Linked DNA regions of Zea mays: region 1 is linked to region 2. A link is a contact called in public Hi-C data. All regions are on one chromosome and are shown on one strand. Each heading gives the region's core, a stretch centred on a gene start, on an enhancer-like site or on the middle of the called end of the contact. The rest is flanking DNA. Distances are from core to core; before and after follow the strand shown.

What was found. A called contact is a pair of places that touch in the nucleus more often than the background predicts.
Region 1: a contact with region 2 is called in a Hi-C map of endosperm, with 2.1 times the contacts expected there. The contact joins the enhancer-like site here to the promoter of LOC100278051 in region 2. A contact is called at or near these places in 3 of 25 Hi-C or Micro-C datasets (endosperm and leaf).

What each region holds. Positions count from the first base shown.
Region 1 is chr5:140,846,592-140,850,944 of Zm-B73-REFERENCE-NAM-5.0, forward strand. No RefSeq gene overlaps it. Among protein-coding and RNA genes, the nearest start is that of LOC103626959, 52 kb to the right of the region's middle. Within about 2 kb of position 1,865, at least 17 of the 20 cell types and tissues checked have an H3K27ac peak or open chromatin away from gene starts, as enhancers often do. A contact at or near this core is called in endosperm and leaf, where this site is marked.
Region 2 is chr5:140,682,041-140,686,287 of Zm-B73-REFERENCE-NAM-5.0, forward strand. LOC100278051 reads right to left here and starts at 1,919. Exons shown (of 6, transcript NM_001354131.1): 1 at 1,512-1,919. The coding sequence starts at 1,680.

The DNA.
Region 1 (4,353 bases), core at 615-3,114, 160 kb after region 2:
CCTTCGTAGCTTGGGGCTCGATGCGACTCGTTGTGTTGCGCCCTTCTAGCAGCCTATTCGTTCAGGCCTAGTCCCGATAGGCCATGAGTGTGCCACAGGCTGGGGGACGTGCATGCCATAAATGTGTCGTAGTCCGAGGGGATCATAGGTCATGAGTGCTCTATGGCTCGAGGGGTTTGTAGGTCATGAGTGCGAGGTAGACCGACACGTCCGCTGTTGCTCGGCGTCAGGCGCAGTTAATGCGGTTGGTCATTTATGACGAGTCGGTCTCGAGCCAAGCGTGTGATCCACTCGAGTGGTTTCCCTTCGACACACCCGACCCCCCTGTCTGGTTCCGCCATGCCCAACCCCAGTTTCTATGCCACGGGGTTTGTCCGGGGCGGGCTCTTCCAAGGTAGACGTTACCTATCTCCTCCTACTGACTAGTGGGCCCCAGTTGTCGGAGGCATTTTCCTTGGTGTGCTCGCTGACCAATGGGCTCCAGGGATCAGGGTTCATATCCCCGATAGTAGCCCCCAAACCCCCGAGGGGAGAATGTCTTTCCTCGAGTGCTGATGAAGAATCGGACGCTACCTTTTATCCTAGTGTGTACTTCCACAACCTCGCGTATTTGGTGCTAAAACATCACTGCTTTTCATACGCGGTGCTCGATGTCTAACCCGCTTTGCCACGCCTTGTGCCTCCGTGTAAATAGTCCCTCATTTGGGCAGCTTTTGTCACGTCCTGCCTTTCTTTCTTGAGGGGTGGCCCGCTACAGTTTATAGGAAGCTCCAGTGCAGGAATCCCTCGCCTGACTGCCATCGCAGCAAAATCAACCCAAGGGCCTTCCTACACTAACCACTCCCCTACTGCCCTTGCCCCTTTCGGGTAAGGTAGTCATCCACTAGCTTTCCTAGTTAATCAGCCAAGGGTGTCCCATTAAACCCTTGTGGTAGCACTGTTTTCCCGAGTGGTTCTCCATGTTCCCATTAACATAATGATCTTATCATGAACAGTAAATAATAAACTGATAATAAAAAGTGTAATAATGAGTGATGTATATCTCCATACCCAAAACCATATAAAGCAATAGCATATACTACCCAAAAATATTCAGTGGTAAAACAAGGTATAAAGATAGCCAAAACTGGGTAACCTATTGGATCCCATCAAAATTAACCTATGCAGATCATTATGATTAATAAGAACATGACTGGGTAAAAAGGAAGTGATCAAGGGCACAACTTGCTTTCAATGAGCTCCTGCTCAGCAACTTCTATCTGTTGGGCACCAGGATCCTCTGTGGCTTGCTCATCTACTCGCATCAATACAAACATACATAGTATAAAGAGAAAATTAACATCATACCAAACATGTAAACAAAATACATAATAATAATATACACATTAAAATGATATCATAGGAACAAGAATTAATAATTTTGGAGTTATAGATTTTAAGATATGAATTTCCCAAGGTTTTATGCATTTAATACAAGATCAAGTAATAGATAAATTTTTATGTGTCTTTCATGCCAAAACAGTGGCACTAATGGATAGACAATAATATTACAAAAAATTAGGAACTGGAATGGACCAATTTGGAGTTCATATGCATTTTCTATTAATTATACAAATTCTAGGAATTGTTTCCTATTAAAAACTCATTTTCTAAATAAAGTCTATAGATTTTAGATCTATCTGGACCGCGCACCAATTAATCAGAAGCATAGGGGCTAGCGTGCAAGAATTCCTGCGCTGTACAGGGTGTACTGTGGGTTTGTTCTCTAAAATTATATGGGGTTTTCTGCAAAGTGGCATGGCGAAGGGGTATTGGCCGATTACGGCCGTCCGATTAGAAACGAACGGTGCCGATTAGATCGCCCAACACCCACGCCGCCCGATCTGAATCCAAGAGCCCGAATCGGCCCAGCGATACATCCGCCCTACCAATAATCTTGTCCGTTCCATTTGCATTCAATGATCTCGATTTAAAACGCCTACGACCGCATATGCACCCGTCGTGATCAATTCAATGGCCCAGATTTTTTTATACGGTGGCACACTCTGGACCGTTGATCTATCCATCGACTGCCCACATCCCATCTTCCTCCTCCCGACCCTCTCTTCCAAAACAGAAAACGGCGGAGGTGGCCATCGCCGACGAGGCTAATCCTCGGTATAGGCGCACCAAATTTCAATTCAACGGCTCTACATGTTGTGGTAATCAAAGCGGACCTGGGCAAAGTTTCCATACCGGGAATTGCGTGTGCAGGCGTGACGTCCACGGGGTGGAGCAGCTTCATGGCGGAAGGCAAGGTTCGGCGAACAATTCCCGGTTGCCTGGTGATTGATTCCACCCGCGAACGCCACATACAACCCCCCGATGGCACGCACAAGCCCACGACCCAGCCCAAGATCCCGGCCAACGGCGAAGAACAGACTGGTGGCGGCGCGGATGTTTACTTGACGCAGGGGCATGGTTCTCTCTCTCCTTCTCAGCTTGGGCCCTAATAAGTTCGCGAGAAGCTAGTCCCAGAAGCGGCGCACGCGCTTATATGCGGAGGAGGTTGATTCCGCAACGGCCTCCTGAGCTCGCGGTGGGAGATGGCCGCGCGGAAGTCGGTGTAGCAGGTGGATTTCGCGAGCAATGGCGACAGAGGATGACCAGTGGGTCCCAGGCCGCAGTGACCACGCCCGCCCGCGGGGTTCTCGGATCGCCGTTTGACTCCTGGACCCACCCGTCAGTGAACGATAGGTCACACGGAGTGCTGACTCACCGGGTCCACCCACCAGCGATCCGCAGCACACACGACACACTCGCCTGGGCCGCGCTGAGGGAGTTAAGGTGGTTATGGGCCAGAATAGTAGCTGTCGGCCCGCTTAGGTCAGATTCGTTTTATTCTTTTCTTTTTACCCTCTATTTCCTTTTCTCTATTTCCAAATTCAATTTGGATTCAAATTTAAATTCAAAGTGTGTGGCCAATTCGTCTTCACATTTAAATGTTCAATTTACACATAGAATGGTAATTATTTATTTATTTATAATATTTTTATTTTATTTTGTTTTGTATAGCATTTCTCTCTTTCTATATTATTTCCAATTTCCCCAATTCGCACTTTTGGGGTTAAATCCAAATTCTCCACTCTTTGTAATATTTTTATCTATGTTATTATTGTTTTGAATGCACAAACAAATAAAATCCAATATGATGCAGTGGTTTACTTGTGTCTTAGTAAAGTGTCGGGGACCATAATTAGGGGTACCCTCAAGGCTCCTAATTCTCAGCTGGTAACCCCCATCAGCACAAAGCTGCAAAGGCCTGATGGGTGCGACTAAGCCAGGGATCGGTCCATTCGAGGGACTCGATCACGCCTCGCCCGAGCCCAGCCTCGGGCAAGGGCAGCCGACCCCGGAGAATCTCCGTCTCGCCCGAGGCCCCCCTCCAGCGACGAACAAACTTCCGGCTCGCCCGAGGCCCAGTCTTCACCAAGAAGCAACCCTGGCCAAATCGCCACGCCAACCGACCAAATCGCAGGGGCATTTAATGCAAAGGCGGCCTGACACCTTTATCCTGACGCGCGTCCTCCAGTCGACAGAGCCGAAGTGACCGCAGTCACTTCGCCGCTCCACTGACCGGCCTGACAGAAGGACAGCGCCGCCTGCGCCGCTCCGACTGCTGTGCCACTTGACAGAGTGAGGCTGACAGGCAGTCAGGCCCGGCCTCAGGCACCATAGGGAACTCCGCTCCGCCCGAACCAGGGCTCGGACTCGGGCTCAGCCCCGGAAGACGGCGAACTGCGCTCCGCCCGACCCAGGGCTCGGACTCGAGCTCAGCCCCGGAAGACGGCAAACTCCGCTCCGCCCGACCCAGGGCTCGGACTCGGGCTCAGCCCCGGAAGACGACGAACTCCGCTCCGCCCGACCCAGGGCTCGGACTCGGGCTCAGCCCCGGAAGACGGCGAACTCCGATCCGCCCGACCCCAGGGCTCGGACTCGGGCTCAGCCCCGGAAGACGACGAACTCCGCTTTGCTCGACCCTAGGGCTCGGACTCAGCCCTGGCCTCAGCCGACGGTCTCCGCCTCGCCCGACCCAGGGGCTCGGACTCGACCTCGGCCACGGAAGACAGACTCGACCTCGACCTTGGAGGAGCCTCCACATCGCCCAACCTAGGGCGCGGACCGACCACGTCAACAGGAGGCGCCATCATTACCCTACCCCAAGCTGACTCAGGTTAAGGGGAACAAGACCGGCGTCCCATCTGGCTCGCTCCGCCAGACAAGTAATGATGGCACCCCGCACGCTCTCTGACGACGGCGGCTCTCAGCCCCCTTATGGAAGCAAGAGGACGTCAGCAAGGACTCAACAGCCCC
Region 2 (4,247 bases), core at 669-3,168:
TTTGTGCGTTTGTGTCCAAGTTTGATGAACACCCCTAAGGCTCTGTAAGGGAGTGGTCCTTCTTTGATTCTCTGATAAATGACGGAACAGCTCTCTTGCATGTCCCCAAAAATATAAAAAATAAAAAATTAAAGAGGAAAATAGAATTGATCTTAACAGAAAACACACATTATTCACAAAGAAACACAAATAGACAAAAAAAATGAACAAAACTTCATTGCTGGAAATCCAATATGCAACCAAGTAAAATGCAGTCTGCATAACATACAACCAGAATCGGGGTGCAAGCCAACTATAGTGCAGTGTTTGGTTTCATGTTCAAATAAGGAAAGGTTACTGCATGAGTTTCGTCTGAGAACAATTATTCAATTTCAATTGCAAGGAGCTCCAAGGAATTGGCTCCAATGTACATGCAGCAGAGCGATCGAACAAAATAATAGCTTGTCCCGAAAGGAACCTGCTCAGCACAAAGCAGTAGCCAGCTTTTTGGATGGTTGAATTGTTGCAAATTCTGCCCAGTTTTCCCAATAACAACACTCGCAAACAATCATGAACAGATTCGAGGATCACAACATAAATATTTGAGGATTTCTTGACAGGAAATGGGAATATCAAAGAAGCACCAAGTCAAGCAACATAAGTAAACGGGCATAAAATATAGCATATGCACTTCTATTGTAAATAAAACCACCAATACAGTACGAGAAGACAACGACAAAGATGATGGGCATGGTACACAAAAGAAAAGGTTTCATGAAATCAAACAAAGCAAGAAGGCTTTGAAGGAAGGGGACATGTGCAACAGCAAAAGTAGAAGACCAGTTTTGAAATGAACTGATCAACTGAACCATGTAAATGCCACCACGACAACTAGAAAAGACAACTATAGTCTACCAGATAACAAGGGCACTAGACAACCAATTCCAAGCACCTCAAGATCACATAAAAAGGACTATGTACACAGCCACCAGCATTTACAAGCTGCCAAGAAAAAAGAGAATAATATGTAATCTATTGCAGACAAGCGCATATAACCAACACAGACCACAAGCAATAGATCAGCCAATACACGAAAAAAACATCAAAGCTGCAGGCATCATGGTGGAAAGAGATCACTAATCTGCTAAGTAAGTAATCGAACTGGCTTCCCCTTCCTGTACCATATAATTCATTAACATACATCTCTGAACGGCAGCCACAAACTCATCTTCCTCCAAGCAAACATGACCAATTAGCAACAAAACAATCCAGACACAAAATGGAAGCGCAGTCCTCCCTCTCCACCTCCACCACAGAAATGGAAATTACTTGCCACCTGCTAAATAACTATAGCACCCCCATTAATAACAGCAGCAGATGCAGCGGAGTTACATAATACAAGCAGGCAGACGAGGAGTGAAATTAACTCCCCCACCAAAAATTCAAATCACACCCAACCCTTCCACCGTGACGACAACAACACGGCCCCCAGCCAAACATACGACAAGGGAAAGGAAGAAGAGGGGCAATACCACCACCGTGACGCTGATCCGCGTCGGCGCAGCTCCTGAGCACCTCCCCGCTCCCACCTCCGGGGCCACCACCGACGACGGCCCCATCCACCCCCTCCACAGCAGCTGCCGGCGCCAGGATCTTCCCGAACTCCACCTTGGCTGGTAACGGCAGCTCCACCGCATCCATCCACCCGGCCCCGCAAGGCCCAGGACCACCGAAATCGCACCCCCACCTCACCTCCAAAACCGGCTCAAATCAGCGCCGTTCCTGGTCGCGCGGGCGGAGAATCGGGCCACGGGGAGGAGCGGGGCCTCCGATTCGCGCGAGATCTGGTGGGATCGGCCCGTGGCGCGGGCGGCGGCGGCGCGGCGGGGGCAGGAGAGGGGGGACATCTAGGGCTTGTGAGCGGCGGAGGTGGGTGGGTGTGACGGAGGAAAGGGAAAGGGGAGGGAGCGCGGAGGTATATATAGTTTTCGGGAAAATACAAGGCCGAAGTGGGGGCAACGGCCGCCTCACGCACTCGCTGCGAGCCTGTGACCCGGGGCAGCTCAGTGCCGTGTGGTTTTCTGGGATTTCAATCCATTTCCTCTATTTTCTTCGGCTTCTTTACTACTCCGTTTTATATAGTAGTGTCGGAAATTTCTGGTTGAGGGTTCTGGAAGAACCAATCCTGGATATCCGCTGAGATAAGAATTGTTTTGCTTGTGTTCACAGAGTGCTCGAGATATTTTTTTCCTTTTCGACTCCCAGTCAACTTTAGACAACGGAGTGGAATGTTGCACATGGGACTAGATCACCATAATTAATTGCAAAATGATAGATTCTTTGCTCTTCAATAGCAATACAAAAAATATATATATGAGTAAGACGATATAAATAATTACAAAGAGTTCTTCTAAAATACGTAGAGACAAATGTGATATTATGGTTAAAAGAAGGAACTTAATTAGTCCTGTTTCGTCCGCTCGGAAAACCCGAAAACGGTACAGACACCAGAAGAGTACGTGCCGGAACGGTTCAGTCCTTATTTTCGGAATCTAGGACATCTAAGCCCAAAGATGACAAACCACACTCTCAAATGGGCACACGGCCACAAACCCACACACACCGGAGCCCAACAGGAGCCTAAATCCTACCGGCTACCGTCTACGGCCTATCTGTCGAAGTGATGAACTGAAGATTGGGAAACCCTAAGTCCCTAAATGAGGGCCTGTTTAGTTCTATATCTAAGTTACCAAAAAATTGTCACACATTTTTATGTCATATTTGTCTAAGGTGTCTAAGGTTAGACGCTTAAATTATGTGCCACACTTTACTAAGTCTAAGGAAATCTTGTTACACTTTTATAAGTCATTGACGAGTTGGATCTACATAGCTGGAGAAAAATCTATTCATAATTGTGCTCTAAACCAAATATATATCTAACTTGGTCAAACTTGTCTAATCTTAAATGTGGTAAATTGTGGCAAGTGAAGCAATAAACCAAACATCCATGAGTGACACAGATTGCCACGCCATGGTCATATACGTATGCAGCGTGTTTTCAAACTAAGAGAGCAGAACGAAGGAGAGATTAAAGCCTCTAATAACTAGTCGTCGTTATCTAGAGTTTCTTTTCGTTTATGTTTTGGTGTGTGTATCTTTTTCCACATTTTTGTTTTAGTTTTGGCGTTGGTTTCGTTCTGACTTTGTTCATTTTGGTCATTTTTTCTTGGTTAGTTGGAGTATTGGAGCCATGGAGCGTGCATTGCCTGAGACATGAGATATAAGTTTAATGGTTGATATCTTGATACGATATTACATAATCCGGCTAACGTTTTCAGTTACCGTCTATTTTCATTGTGTATCTGTTCGTTGTAATCCGTTCATGTAATCATATATCCCGCTACCGTTTCCGGCCATCCTGCTCCAACTCCTGTTTTCGATAAAAAAAACCGGCCATCTTGCTCCAGCTCCTGTTTTTGATAAAAAAAAATACAGGAACTTGAATGGGAGAGGGTTTTTCCGACTATTTTTGTCTGTTTTCATACCTAGAAGCGACTTGTTAATTTTCCCCCTTCCCGTGTCTCTCAAATTCACTTGTAATATTGCTCTTAATATATTCTATATCTTTACAAAGCAATCAAGTGAAAAGGACTTGCTTTCTTCTTCTTATCTCTACTCAAACTTGGTTAGTCGCCTAGAGGGGGGTGAATAGGGCGAAACTGAAATTTACAAATATAAACACAACTACAAGCCGGGTTAGCATTAGAAATAAAAACGAGTCCGCGAGAGAGGATGCAAAACAAATCTCAAGCAAATAAGGAGTGTGACACAAGGATTTGTTTTACCGAGGTTCGGTTCTCGCAAACCTACTCCCCGTTGAGGTGGTCACAAAGACCGGGTCTCTTTCAACCCTTTCCCTCTCTCAAACGGTCCCTTCGACCGAGTGAGCTTCTCTTCTCAAATCAAAAACCGGGAACAAAACTTCCCCGCAAGGGCCACCACACAATTGGTGCCTCTTGCCTTGATTACAATGGAGTTTTGATCACAAGAACAAGTGAGAAAGAAAAGAAGCAATCCAAGCGCAAGAGCTCAAAAGAACACGGCAAATCTCTCTCGCTAGTTACTAGAGCCTTGTGTGGAATTGGAGAGGATTTGATCTCTTTGTGTGTCTAGAATTGAATGCCTAGCTCTTGTAAGTGGTTGAGAAGTGGAAAACTTGGATACCATGAATGGTGGGTGGTTGGGGGTATTTATAGCCCCAACCACCA